3 separate regions of the Anser cygnoides genome follow, and all the other regions are linked to region 2. The links are chromatin contacts, called in public Hi-C maps. All regions are on one chromosome and are shown on one strand. The core of a region is the stretch at or near the end of the contact, and the rest is flanking DNA. Distances in the headings are between cores, read along the strand shown. Region 1 holds the start of FASTKD5 (FAST kinase domains 5). Region 2 has its middle 14 kb from the start of LZTS3. Region 3 holds the start of DDRGK1 (DDRGK domain containing 1).

Region 1 (4,489 bases), core at 655-3,154, 53 kb after region 2:
GAGGTATGTATATATATAAATATATATGAAGATCTATATGTATACGTATCTCTCACTCTCCTATCTCTATCTGACTGTGAAGGATTTTTATTGGGCAAAATAAAATGGAGAAAGGCCCCTTTTAAAAACCTGACTGCGTGCTTGCCTGGTTGTGTTGCGTGCGGGTGGGAGAAGCAGAAAAACTACAGGGGATTTCGGGAGGGACCCGAGGAATGGTGATGGGGGAATGCTGGAGATGGCTCCACGAGGGAAACCCACATCTCAGACACAGCAGCACAGCCATACACGTGCTGGCCTACAGCTTCCTCGCAGCCCATTAGAGCGGGGTGAAAGCACTTGTAGCTCCTGGCGCTGAGGATGGAGAGCAGCCTGGCATTGTGGAGCAGGAGGGAAAGGTGGAGGCTTCAGGGAGCAGAGAGGAGCAGTGCACACCTCCACGTCCATCTCTTCAAGCCGACGGAGGCGATGCTGCTGGGCACAGCCGTCCCCAGCCCTTATTCCTCGGGGTACAACAAGGGCTGTGCAAGCGTTCACTCTACGGTTACCATAAAGGAGGGATGTTTAGATGTAGAGCTTAGTGATATGGTTTAGTGGAGGACTTGTTAGTGTTAGGTCAGAGGTTGGACTCGGTGATCTTGGAGGTCTCTTCCAACCTAGATGATTCTGGGATTCTGGGATTCTGAGGCTAAATGTGGGGGTCGGCCTCTTCTCACAGCTAACCAGTGATAAGATGAGAGGGAATGGCCTCAAGTTGTGCCAGGGGAAGGTTCAGGTGGGGAATGAGGAGACATTTCTTCTCAGAAAGAGCGGTCAGGTGTAGGGACGGGGTGACAGGGAGGTGGCGGTGTCACCGTCCTTGGGGGTGTTCAAGGGAAGGTTGGACGTGGTGCCTGGGGACGTGGTTCGGTGGGTGACAGCGGCGGCAGGGTTGGACCAGATGAGCTCGGAGGGCTCGGATTTTGTGACTCTTTGAACTCGGGCCGTTCTACGTTTCTGTGACTCCGTCATTCTGCGCTTTTGTGACTACCACCTCAGGCCGCCCCAAGATGGCGGCGCCCCCCCGAGGCACCACAGGGCGCCACACCGAGGCGCCGAGCATCTTGTCACGTGACCCCACCCCACGTGACGCTGCCCGCACGCCCCCTACCGGCCTCACTTCAATCCCCCCCCCCCCCCCTTTCCCCGCTCGGCTCCCGTAGGCCGGAAGTGCGTCACCGGCGGGCACCCGGAAGCGGCGGCGGGGGGCGGCAGGGCCGGAGCCGGCGGCGGCGGCGGCAGCGCCGGGCCCGGTGAGTGGGGGGGGGGGGCGGGGAGGCCCGGGGGAGGCCTCGCTGCTGACGGGGAGCTGGGGGGAGCTGGGGGGCGGCCTCTTCTCACAGGTAACCGGCGATAGGACCGGAGGGAACGGCCTCAAGTTGCGCCGGGGGAGGTTCAGGTGGGGAATGAGGAGACATTTCTGTCAGAAAGGGCGGTCAGGTGCGGGGACGGGGTGACAGGGAGGGGGGGGAGTCCCCGTCCTGGGGGTGTTCGGGGAGAGGTTGGACGTGGTGCCTGGGGACGTGGTTCGGTGGGCGACAGCGGTAGGGGGGCGGTTGCACTGGGTGGTCTCTGAGGCCTCCTCCACCCTCAGTTACCACACGGTAAGGGCGTTTTTTTTTGTATTTTTTTTGTTTTTTTTTTTAACAAGGTCCGCGCGGAGAGATGGGAAGGAGCCCGGGCACGCCTAACCCAGAAGAGCACAGCGTTAGGAGAGCGCTGTGAGGATTAGGAGAAAAAAAAAAAAAAAGCAAAAAACCTGCTGCTCGCTGCGGGCGGCAGGGAAGCAGGTCGGAGAGGTGGGCCGGGCTGGAGGAGCGCTGCAGGAGCTCGAAACATCAAGGTTTAGGTGTGGAGATGGGTAAAAGCCCCTCACCTGTTTTTTTTCTAAGGTGCTGGAAGTACGGTGGCCCCGCTGTGCTCTCCGCGTGCTCGTGCTGCTGGGCGCAGGAACGGGAGGGGAGAGAAATATCCCTCCTTACGGGATATCTCCCCAGAGGCGTCACGGAGCTTAGCGCAGAGCTGCGGGGGCGCACCCCGAGCGGCAGGCGCTGCCCACCCGCGGCGTGCAGACACCGGGGACATTGGTTCCCTGCCGCGGAAGCAGGGCTGTCTGTCCCGGGAAGAGCGTTTTGGGTAGCAGCGGAGCTCTGGGCGCTGCGGGTAGGCTCGGATCGCCCCCCCGGCAGCAGACGGGACGTGGCCTAAAGAAGCGGCGTGTCTCTCCGTGCTGCTTGCCCACCCCTCGGGGACAGCAGAACGAACAGAGGGTGTGCAGCACGGAGTCAGAGCAGAGAGCCTCAGCCAGATAAACCCCCCCCCCCCCTCTCGTCCAAGATGAGCTCTGCAGCCCCCCCACGAGGGGCTGGGGGAGCCGGTGGTGCTGGAGGGGTCGGGGTCTCTTTCCCCGGGGGTCTCCTTCCCCAGCCAGGGGCTCGCAGCCTGCGCAGGGCTGCTGGGCTCCACGCGTCGTGCCGCCTCCAGGCGGCTCCAGCTGGCCGCCGTAGCCAGCGGGGATGGAAATTAAATATAATCAGACATTTATATGCGCCGAACAGGGAGAGCTTTGAAATCCAGAGCTCTTTTGCAGCCGTAAGGCAGGCTGCTGGGGGTGGGGGGCACAGCCACAGGGCTGGGCAGAGCCCGCCCCGCACCCAGCAGCTGCCTCGCCCTGAGGTGCCCAGCACGATCAGTGCCTAGCGGGTGTCTCACGAAGCCTGCTGGTTATTTACCAGCCGCCCTAAAAACACACCGCCCCCCCCCCCCCCCGTCCTCCTCCGTGCCCCGTTTGGCCGAGGCGCAGCCGTGCGGCAGCAGCGAGGAGGGAAGAAGCCGAGAAGTCCCCACTGGGAGCGCGTGCCCGGCGCCTCTCCTCGCAGCCTGCAGGGAGGGCTCCATAACAGGTCTCTTCCACAGAGGTCTCTTTCCGTTCCCCAAATCCGGGAAACGCTCCCGTGCCCGGAGGGCGAGGCTTTTCTCCTAGTTCTTGCCCCCGGGGCTGCGGCGCCCTGTGACGATTTGCGGTGCCTCTGCCCCGCTTCGTCCCCCGCTTTGCTCCGCGTTTCTCCTTCCTGAGCACCGGCTGCCCCGCCGCGGGCGAGTTTTGGAGCCTCACAGCCCCCGGGTGCCCCCGTGCGATGAGCGGAGCGGCACCGTGGGCGTTCGCACAGCCCTGCGGGTGCTGGCCGGCGCTTCACGGCGCCGACTGAAGGAGCAGAGTGCTCCGTTTGGGTACGTCAAGCCTTTTGAAGCTGTCTCCGCATCACAGAAATACGTGTTCATTGCTTAAAACGAAAGAAAAGCGGTCGGGCTCTCTTACAAAGCGACAAAGAGAGGATTTTTTCCCTGAGTTCCCACAATCTCCGCCAGATTCCTTGTAGCTGGTGGTGCCCGCCCGCTGGTTTGGCCTCTCCGGGTGTGTCTCGGGTCGCCTGGGTGCTGGCACTGCCCCGCGCGGTGTGCGCTCGGTAGCGGCTGCCCCGCGGCCTCCCCGGGGGAACAGCAGCTCTCTGGGGGAGGCGCTGGAGTCACCCGGCTCCGGGCGGCGTAAAGGAGTAGGTAACGAGCGCCGCGTGCCCGGCGGAAGCCACTCATTCTCCGTCTGCCCTCTTTTTTTAGTACCTGGGAGCAGTTCAGAGCCCGGTCAAGCTGCGAGCCATGGCTACGGCGCTCGTACGCCGACGGTTCCCGAGGCTGAGCAGGGTGACCGCCGCCGTTCTGACTTCAGCCCCGCGCAAGGCCGAGGGCGGAGGCGGCGAGAGCCCGCGGAAGGAGGAGGAGGAGGAGGAGAACCCGAAAATCACCGGCGCCGGGAGCAGACCCGCTGCCGCCATCCGGCTGCTGACCCCGCCGGGCTACAGGGTGCTGCACAAGCCCGCTGCCTACGCCAGGAGCAGGGCTGGGAGCTGCGGCCGGGCTCTCGGTGACCCTCCCGCCAGCCCTGGCGCCGCTCGGGAGCACCGGGGGCTCCCTGCTGCGTCCTTCCAAGTTCTTCCAGCCGCCAGGAGCGCCCTGGCCAAGCCCCCCCGCAGGCGGAACCCCCTGGCGCGGGCCAAGCGGGAGGCAGAGCGGGAGCAAAGGGAGCTGCATGACTCCAAGGAGGACCCGCGCGCGTTCCAGCAAGGGCGGCCCGAGTACAAATCCCTCAGCTACGATAGGTTCGAGCCGCTGGAGACCGTCCCTTGGGAAGAAGGCGAGGCGGTTCTGCGCAGGGTGGCCGCCCAGGGGGGCCTGCGGAGCCCAGCAGCTCTTGCGGAGGGTTTCCAGAAGCTGAGCCGCCTGCCCGAGGAGCGCCACGCGGCGCTGGTGTCCGAGCCCGGGTTCAACACCCTGTGCTGCTGCCTCGTCGACCGGATCCAGTCGTTCAGCACTCCGGAGCTCGTCGAGGTTTTGAAGGCTTGCGTCCGCCTGCGCGTCCCGCCCGCCCACCCCGTGCTGGACGCCTGCGAGCGCG
Region 2 (4,486 bases), core at 805-3,304:
GTCCTCACCTCCAGCAGCAACAGGAGGAGAAGCTGGGGAAGTGGAAAGCTTTCTTCATAACCTCATCTAAAAGAATATATATATATATTTTGGGCTCTGCTTTAATGAAAAGCAGAAACTTTAGGCAACAAGCAGGCGCCTCCTCACGAAGAGTTATTTTTCTTCTTGTGGAGAACCCCCCCTTGCTTGCCACCAAAGCCGTTCTTGCAGATTTTCCAGCACACACCAAAGGGGGAATTAAGGGATAAATTGTCCTATCAGGGGTTCAACCAACGCACCGCACTGGTTTTCTACCCCCAGGGCTCTGCAGTGACCACGCGTGGCCACGAATCCCCCCCCTGCTATGTGCCAGCCCTCCTGCAGACATGGGATCTGCGGCTCCCTTGTAGGAAGCAAGACCCCCAGACCTAGAAGGCAATAAAACCCCCATCTCTCAGCTCTTTTTCATCGCCTCTCTTTATAATTAACCGCTTTAACGAGAGGGAGGGCTCGCAGCCCAGGGGTATGCCCAGCACGAGCGGGTCAGAGGTGCTTCGGGCTCCAGCGGCCCTGGATTTCCACACCGATCTCCCTACCCCTCTCCTGTTTATGGGTGTCGCCGCCAGGGAAGCGATCCCGATTAAATCCGGATGCTTGTTGCTCCTGGGCTTGCTGGCCAAACCAAACAGCGCCGTGATGCAACAGCCGCGGCTGACGCTTGCACAAACTTTCCAGATGGGGAAATTAATCTTTTCAATAGAAGCAGGAAAAAAAGAAAAAAAAAAAAAAAAAGCGGTAAGCACAGAGGGCAGGCCCGGGGTGTCTTGGAGTGGATCTCGGCGAGACGGGCTGCAGCACACGCTGTTCTGGCTGCTGCCGGTGAACTTTGCTGACGGCTTGCCTCAGGCTGTCCTGCTGCCTGGCTCCAGGCTCCAGCCCTGCAGAAACCGGCGCTGGTGCTGCCCCGAGCCCTGCCGATGGTCTCTGGGATGTTCCTGAGCCTGTCCTGTCCTGGGCAGGACTGAATGCCCCCTCCTGCTGCAGATCCAGGGGCTCTCGCCCGGGAGGAGCAGGTGGGGAGCCACCAGGGGGTCCTCACTTCTGGGCACCAGAGTGGGGAATGTCCTGGGGGAACTTTATCCAGAAAGGCTTCACATCAAAATACAGCAGCTAGCTAGGTGAGGCGGTGTGTCCTACAGCGCCAGAGTGGACAAATTAGGGCAGTCTGGTGGCCTGTTCATCCTACAAGACCACCCATGTAGGGACCACCAGCTAACGGTCCTTCCAGCACAGCACCTCTGAGAGCAGCTGTGTCCTCCTGAAGTTTTGGGATCCACGTAAACTATTTGCAATGCCCTGCAGCAACGATTCCCTGGTTTAACTGTGGATGTGATGAGGAGCTTCCTTTTCTCCCTGCCCCTGCCCTGCTCAGTGGCTCTGGGTATATGGATGGAGGGGCCACCGAAGAGCTCTCCCTTACCCACCCCTAATTTTACAGCCCCATTCAGACCCCGCTCCGTCCTCCTCCATCAGGACCCGTCACATATCTTTGAACCTTCCTCACCGTCCCCTTTATCTTCCTCCAGCTCCTTAACGAGACCTGATGAGGGCGAGCCAAAAGCCGCCCGTGCGTTACCCCGGGGCAGCGCACGCGGCGGCTGCCTGAAACGCCACCGACTTGCTGATCCCTTACGTAACCGGTGACACTGTTTGGTTTCCCTTGCTGACTTTTGCGAGTGTGATTCCCCCGTTCGCTGCTCCTAAAGCCGCTTATCCCCGCGCTAAACCCCCAGCTTAGCCCAGCAGTCCTGAGAGCCTCGCCGAGCTGTCTCCTTCGCTCCCTTGCAAGAAGCCTCCTCCTCCCCACGGCAGCCTGGGAGGACATGGATGGTCCGGCACCCCATTTCCACACCCAGCACCCCATTTCCACACCCAGCACCCCATCTCCATGCCCGTAACCCCATCTCCATGCCCATAAACCCCATTTCCACACCGAGCATCCCATCTCCATGCCCATCACCCCATCCCCACGCCCACCATCCCCACGCCCACCATCCCACCCCACAAGCCCTCCCACCAGTTCCAACGCACAAAGGATTTTTTTTTCCCCTCTTGCTAGTCCCAGGTTCAACGTTTTTATGGCTTCCCCCCACATGCAGCAGTTCTGATTTGGGATCTGCTGCACATCAGCTGGCCAGGTGCCCTCTTCAGAGGGTTGGCCGAGGTCTTGCTCATCCTCACAGACACCAGCACACAAAACCCCAAAGGCCAGCAGTCTGTTTTCCTCATACAGGCACAGCCAGGAGCTGGGGACCCAGCAATGTGCTGACACGGGATATTTTGGTGCTGCAAACCACGCTGCAGCCTTCCCAGCCCAGTTTCCGACCCTTTTTCCCCCAGACCAGTCTCACAGCGGTGGCTCAGCTCGGAGGCAGCTTTTCCCTTTGTGATGCTAAACACCTAGGGAGGGATAATCAAATTATACCCACACGATTACGCCAACAAGGACATGAAGCATCCCATAGAGAGCTGTCCCCTGTTCCTTTGTGGGGGCTGGCGGATCACTCGGGCTGGCGGATCTCCTCTCTGGGCCTCAAACACGGCGATGCGAGGATTTTCCCCTTACTGCGCCTCTCTGCGGTCCCGTTTGGCGAGCTGGGGGCTTGCGGAGCTGCACCACTGGGGAAATATCACGGGGAAGGGGCTGGGGGAGATGCAGGGGCAGGTTCGGCCCCTCCATGCTCACGTATCCTGCGCAGGAGCGCTCCTGTTTGGGGTTCCCCCAGCACACGGGGGATGCAGGGGGATCCCAGCACGGTCTCGAGGTGACCCCATGGGGTTTGTCGGCGATGTGACCACCCAAATGCCCTGGGGGAAAACCCAGACGGAGCCCTCAGAAGCCCCAAGGAGAGGCTCGTGTAGGTGCCACGAATTGCTGCAGCCAGCCTCAACCCAGCTGAGCTGACCCCCGCATCTCCCCTACCCCAGAGCACACATTTACGAGCACACATTTACGTCCTCTCTAACCCTATTTACATCCCCTCTAACCCTATTTACATCCTCCCTAACCCTATTTACACCCTCTCTAACCCTGCTCATGCCTCTTTTTTCCATCCAGCCCTGGCCCGGACGATCCCCTGACACCTTTGGCACTTGCAGTCAGCAGCACCTTGCGACAAGGAGCCCCAGGACTTTCAGGACAGGGGACGGGGTGCTCCTTCCCCACATTTATCCCAAGCGGCATCCCTCCGTCCCACTGCAGCCAACTGGGACAGCGAGTAGGAAACAGATGCTTCCCCGGATGAATCGGCAGCACATCTGGGCAGCGACAGGGCTGGCCGTAACATTTTCCCCTCCATCCCATAACATTTTCCCTTCTGTCCCATAACATTTTCCCCTCCATCCCATGCCCACGAGCCCCGGGAAGGCAGCGGGCCAGCCTCGGCTGCTTGGCTGAGGAGCGGGAGGGAGAGGAAGCCGGGCTGGCTCGCCTTGCAGGGGAAATGTGAAGTGCTGCCGTTGGAAACTAGGTCATGTCCCTTGCCCCGTGTCTTCTCGATAAAGGGGTGAGAAATCAGGTCTGTTTTCTGCAGCCGCTGCTTTCAGACCATGCCCCGAATTTGGGTGTAGAGGGGAAATATGGAGGCTGCCCTCTTTCTCCTCCTGGCTCCAGGTTTTGAAGCGGAGGGTTCAGAGCCCCACAGCACAGAGCTCGGGGTCCTGTAGGGCCGGGTTGTAGGGAGCCCCATCGAGCCCCTGGCAGCTGAGCAGAATGGGATGGGTAGCGGGGAGCCTTTCCCAGGCACCGGGCGAGCAGGAGGAGCTGGAGGCTGGGGGTGGAGAGAGGGAGGCTGGGGATGGAGAAATGGAGGATGGGGATGGAGAAATGGAGGATGGGGATGGAGAGATGGAGGATGGGGATGGAGAAGGAGAGGCTGGGGATGGAGAAGGGGAGGCTGGGGATGGAGAAAGGGAGGCTGGGGATGGAGAAAGGGAGGTTGGGGATGGAGGAGGGGCTGGAGATGGAGAAATGGAGGCTTGTAATGGAGAAGGAGAGGCTGGGGGTGGAGAATTGGAGGCTGGGGATGACAAAGGGGAGGCTGGGAATGGAGAAGGGGTGGCTGAGGATGGAGAAATAGAGGCTGGTGACGGAGAAATGGAGGCTGGTGTTGGAGAAAAGGAGGCTGGGATGGAGAAGGGAAGGCTGGGGATGGAGAAATGGAGGCTGAGGATGGAGAAGGGGGGGCCAGGATTGAGAAGGGGAGGTTGGGGATGGAGAAGGAGAGGCTGGGGGTGGAGAATTGGAGGCTGGGGATGGCAACGGACAGGCTGGTGATGGAGAAAGGGGGGGCTGGGGATGGAGAAATGGGGGCTGGGGATGGAGAAATGGAGGCTGAGGACGGAGAAGAAGAGGCTGGGGATGCCAGCTGGGTCACCTTTCCCCCTCAGCTGCTGGCTACGTCTCTCCCAGCCCACCACCCAAACCTGCAAGCCCCATCCAGGGGTC
Region 3 (4,537 bases), core at 1,463-3,962, 47 kb before region 2:
TAGCTCTGTCAAAAAGTTATTTAACACTTGAGAGAGGAGGAAATAATCAAACCCTATTTTAGCCCCAAGTATTACTTTCATGTATTCTTGGATTATCTCAAATTCAAAAATTATCTCATGTTAGGAGCTTGAGGCAAATGACTCGTCTTAGAAAGCAGGGTCACTCCCCTCATCACATTTTGCTCCATCTCTGTCAGGATTTACACATTATTCAGCATTTGGCTACTGAAAAGTGAAATATTCTGCAGATAAAATAACTAATACCAGGGTTTTTAACTTCCGTTAAATAGTCTCCACTTTTCAATTTTGCAGGCAAAGTGTGGAAGGAAAATAGACATTTTTCATTCAGTCAGTCAGTTTTTATTTTTAAAACCAATCCTGACCCTTATACAAGATATAAAATAACCGTCCACTGAAGCATACACTGAAGATAACCACCAGGAAAGCTGTAGCTCGTAATTTATCTGATCATGTATAGATGCAATTTTCCCAGTGCTTCAAAAGTTACAAGAAGCATCCTCTCTGACCAAACAGTGAGTTGCAGAATAACCTGGTAAGAAGGAAACAGACCACAGAGAACTCAGTTTGAGCAGAGCATTAACAAAGGAGCACTGTCATTGTTCTTCAAAATGAGATTTGTAAGATTATTATTAAAATAAAGCTTTGCAATAAAACATTCAGCCTATAGTTCAGTTTCTTTTGGAGACCTTCCTGCTCTGTCGCTGGTTCTATATTGTTACCAAATTTCTTAGTAATATCCGGTTGTTCTGTGGCAGACAGATCTGCATTTATCTCAAGCACATGATGGGATGTGCAGTCAGTGCTGTAGACCACAGTATAACTAATTAGCAAACAGATCTTTTGATTATGTCCAGACGTCCAATAGTTTTCAATATCCATTTTCAATTCATTAAAACATTTCCCCAAAAAAAAAAAACATAATCCCTCCAACCACAAATAATTTTAATAGGCTACACTAAAGTGATCTAAGGCAAGAAGGGGCTGGATCAGTCAGAATGCTATAACCACAATGCAAGTCAAAACCAGTAAAACCTAAAATACTCTTCTCCTCGCTCACGCAAGGACTGGGGCTGAGCCCAACAAAGTTTCAGGTCTAAGAGTGGCTGACTTCCTAAAGCAGGGGGGGAAGTTTGCTCTCCACCCCCCAGCTCCAAGTTCCTGCAGTATCTCTCATGTCGATGCTCGTTCTGATCTGGCTAAAAAACAAATGCAGGAAATAAATAAATAAATAATATATTCCGTGCTCTGGAGTATTGCATGGTCACAGAGCAAAGGGAACTGACAGGAGGCAGATCCTCCATTTGGCTGCACATCAGCGTTGGATGAGCTTAGAGCAGTTATTGGGCCACAGCCAAAGGCCGCCCAGCTAGCACTAGCTCTGCAGGGATCGATGCAAACCTGACCTTGAAAAAAAAAAAAAAAAAAAAAAAAAAAAAAAAGTTTCCTCTGGGCAGCCCGGTTTTCTGCAGTTTTACTGAATTAAGCCAGTTTACTACGTGAGACAAGTAGCTATGGGCAGGTTCAGGGTCAGCATCTATTTTTGCAAACTTGACTCAGTCCAGGCCATATCACCGTGGCATCTCTCCAGCTACCTCAGCGCTGCAGAGCCAGGCAGCTCCAGCCTGAGCACATTTCATCTCCCTTACATCCCCCACACCGAAAGGAGGACAGAAGCTCCTCAGGGGTGCAAGGCAAGTTTACACCCCGGTGTAACAACAAGGGAGACATCTCAGTAGTGACCCCAGTGTTGGCGGGGAGTCGTACCCTACAGCCAGGCCTTCATTTATAAGTGATTTTCCCTCATAACTTTGAGTTTTTTCCCCTCATCTTCCTCTCTGTGACCAGCAGCAGCCTGGGCACAGCTCGCAACGTGCCAGTTTTGTGTTAAATAGGGTGGTTGGACCAACAACCTCCCTTCGCAAACCTCCCACCCTGAGGGCAGCCACCACCAGGTTGTATCGACGGGCAGAGGCCAACGGGATGAGGTTCAACATGGCTAAGTGCCGGGTCCTGCACTTTGACCACAGCAACCCCATGCAGCGCTACAGGCCTGGGGCAGAGGAAAAGGATTTGGGGATGTTGGTCAATGCTCGCCTGAACACGAGCTGTTCAGTTTTGGGCCCCTAGGTACAAGAAGGACATCGCGGTGCCAGAGGGTGTCCAGAGAAGGGCTACAAAGCTGGTGAAGGGCCTGGGACACAAGTCCTGTGAGGAGGGGCTGAGGGAACTGGGGGTGTTTGGTCTGGAGGAGGCTCAGGGCAGACCTCATTGCTCTCTGCAACTGCCTGAAAGGAAGGTGTGGGGAGCTGGGGGTCGGCCTCTTCTCACAGGTAACCAGTGATAGGACTAGAGGGAATGGCCTCAAGTTGGGCCGGGGGAGGTTCAGGTGGGAAATGAGGAGACATTTCTTCTCAGAAAGAGCGGTCAGGCGTAGGGATGGGGTGACAGGGAGGTGGTGGCGTCACCGTCCCTGGGGGTGTTGAAGGGAAGGTTGGACGTGGTGCTTGGTTCAGTGGGTGACAGCGGTGGTAGGAGGATGGTTGGACCAGACGATCTTGGAGGGCTTTTCCAGCCTTTATTATTACTTAATTTATTTATTATTCTGTGATTCCGTGACTCCACCTCAGGCCCTCCCTGACGAGGCCCCGCCCCGCGCTAGCTCCGGCCCGTACCAAGTCCCGTCCCCCCCTCCCCTCGTTCCCCCCCCCCAGCCCACGGGCGCAATGGTCGGGTCGGGGCGGGCCGGGCCGGCGCTGGGCATGGACGCCTTGCTGCTGGCGGCGGCCGCCGCTCTCCTCGCCGCCCTCCTCTTCCTCGCCGCCCGCTTCCGCCGCCGGCCCGGGGCAGGTGGGTCTCGGCTCCGGGGCTTCCCCCGCTCCCCGCCCCGGGGCCTCTCCGGTTCCCTCCCCCCCCGCCTTCCCCGCCCCGTTGCGGGGGGCCCGGTCCCCTTCGGGCCCTGCTCCCGCCGGGAGGGGAGGGGGGCGTCTCCATGGCGACCGTGAGGGGGGGGAAGCGCCTCACCTCAGGCCTTCCCCTGAGGGAAGGGGGGGGGGGGGGGATCTATTGGGGATCCCCGGGGATCCCCTGGGATCCCGCGGCCCCCCGAGGCTCTACCCCCGCATGGAGCCCCCCTGTAGGGAGCCCCTGCTGGCGGCTCGGCCCCGCTGCTCCCTGTTGGACCGTTGGGGGCGGCGTTGAAGTGTGTTGGGGTTCCCCCCTCAGAGCCTGGCGAGCTCCTTTTGAGACCTCTGAGGGGAAAAGGTTTCCATAGGATCCCTCCCCAGCTCGTCCTGTGGGCTGTTTTATCCCCTGGGATCTCCTGGAGCACCCTGCCAAGCGTCCAGCCAAGCGTGGAGTCAATATTCCTCTCACACACCCGCAGGGCCTCCCGTCCTGCCTCACACCCAGCCAGCGTTACCCAGATTTTGCAGAATTTGCCCCATTCCCCAGCCAGCCCCACGCTGTGGGGACGGGATGATGCAGCACTTCCAGGCTCCCAAACACCGCTGATTTATCGCTGGGCGGCCTGGGGCTGTGGGGGAAGCAGCCTCTGTGCTTTTAGGGCTGGGGAAGAAGTCAGATATTTCTTCAGTAAGCTCGCCGGCACGGCTGCATTTCCAGAGGGAACGAAGAGAAACTGTTTGGCTCTGAGGACTCGTACTCAGATGTTTAGCCAGGACAGCCACTGAAGCCTTTGGTTATACACTAGCGCTAGTTCCAGAATTTGGGGTGTTTTCTGCTTGTTTCAGGTTGGTTTTGGTGTTTGGGTTCTGTCTTGGGGGGTGAGGTAGCATGGATAGTTGTCTTTTTTTTTTTTTTAAAGGTTAAAAAAGAAACCAACGGTATAAACATAGTCATACTACTGCAAGAGCATGTGCTGGTAAGGACTTTGTGTTAAAACCAGTTCTTACGGATTAAAAACTAAAGTTTCCAGCATATTTCTTTCACGCTGTTTCTTGTACAGACCTGCTCTAAATCTTTCGTTCTCAGCAGCATGGAAACTGATGAAATTTCGTCTGGTTTCTGGTTACTTGGAGCAGAGCTTCTGGTAAAAGCAAGTGCTGAATGTCCCAGAGAAATGAGGCTGCTGGCGATGTTTTATTTCCTCAGCTTCGCTCGTATCGTGACTTGGGCAAATCAGACGCTTTGAAGCTGGGGAGGATTTCTTCTTCTCTTCTTTTCAAGCGTATAGAATTCTAACTGAAGTGAAGGCTAAACAGTCATTTTAAATTATCTGAATTCTCAAGAAGCCTCAATGCTATTTTTGAGCAGCCTGGTTAAAATTAGCTTAGATTCAGAATAATTGTTTTGAAGTTGCTTTTTCAGTGGCATCTTTTTGATACTTCCAAATCGGTCTTGCCTATTTTTATTGTATGGCTTACGAAAATTTGCTACCTGAATGTGTTGATTTCTATCTTTTTGAAGTTCTCCACAGAATTTCAGTTTGTGGGGGTGACTTTATTCTCCTTGCACAACAGAAATTATTTCTCAAAACCACTGGGGCCGTGGGGTATTT

What was found. Hi-C and Micro-C count contacts between places; a contact is called where the count stands out from the background.
Region 1: a Hi-C map of liver shows a contact between it and region 2, with 2.5 times the contacts expected there. The contact joins the promoter of FASTKD5 here to the enhancer-like site in region 2. A contact is called at or near these places in 3 of 7 Hi-C or Micro-C datasets (all in liver).
Region 3: a Hi-C map of liver shows a contact between it and region 2, with 4 times the contacts expected there. The contact joins the promoter of DDRGK1 here to the enhancer-like site in region 2. A contact is called at or near these places in 2 of 7 Hi-C or Micro-C datasets (both in liver).

The regions. Positions count from the first base shown.
Region 1 is chr4:3,015,274-3,019,762 of Taihu_goose_T2T_genome, forward strand. It overlaps FASTKD5 (FAST kinase domains 5), which reads left to right and starts at 1,905. Exons shown (of 4, transcript XM_048059802.2): 1 at 1,905-1,928; 2 at 3,655-4,489. The coding sequence starts at 3,694. It overlaps UBOX5 (U-box domain containing 5), which reads left to right and starts at 1,167. Exons shown (of 5, transcript XM_066997080.1): 1 at 1,167-1,289. It overlaps LZTS3 (leucine zipper tumor suppressor family member 3), which reads left to right. Exons shown (of 4, transcript XM_066997077.1): 4 at 1-130.
Region 2 is chr4:2,961,792-2,966,277 of Taihu_goose_T2T_genome, forward strand. No RefSeq gene overlaps it. Among named protein-coding and RNA genes, the nearest start is that of LZTS3, 14 kb to the right of the region's middle. Within about 2 kb of position 2,055, at least 2 of the 3 cell types and tissues checked have open chromatin away from gene starts, as enhancers often do. A contact at or near this core is called in liver, where this site is marked.
Region 3 is chr4:2,914,080-2,918,616 of Taihu_goose_T2T_genome, forward strand. It overlaps DDRGK1 (DDRGK domain containing 1), which reads left to right and starts at 2,713. Exons shown (of 9, transcript XM_066997071.1): 1 at 2,713-2,868. The coding sequence starts at 2,745.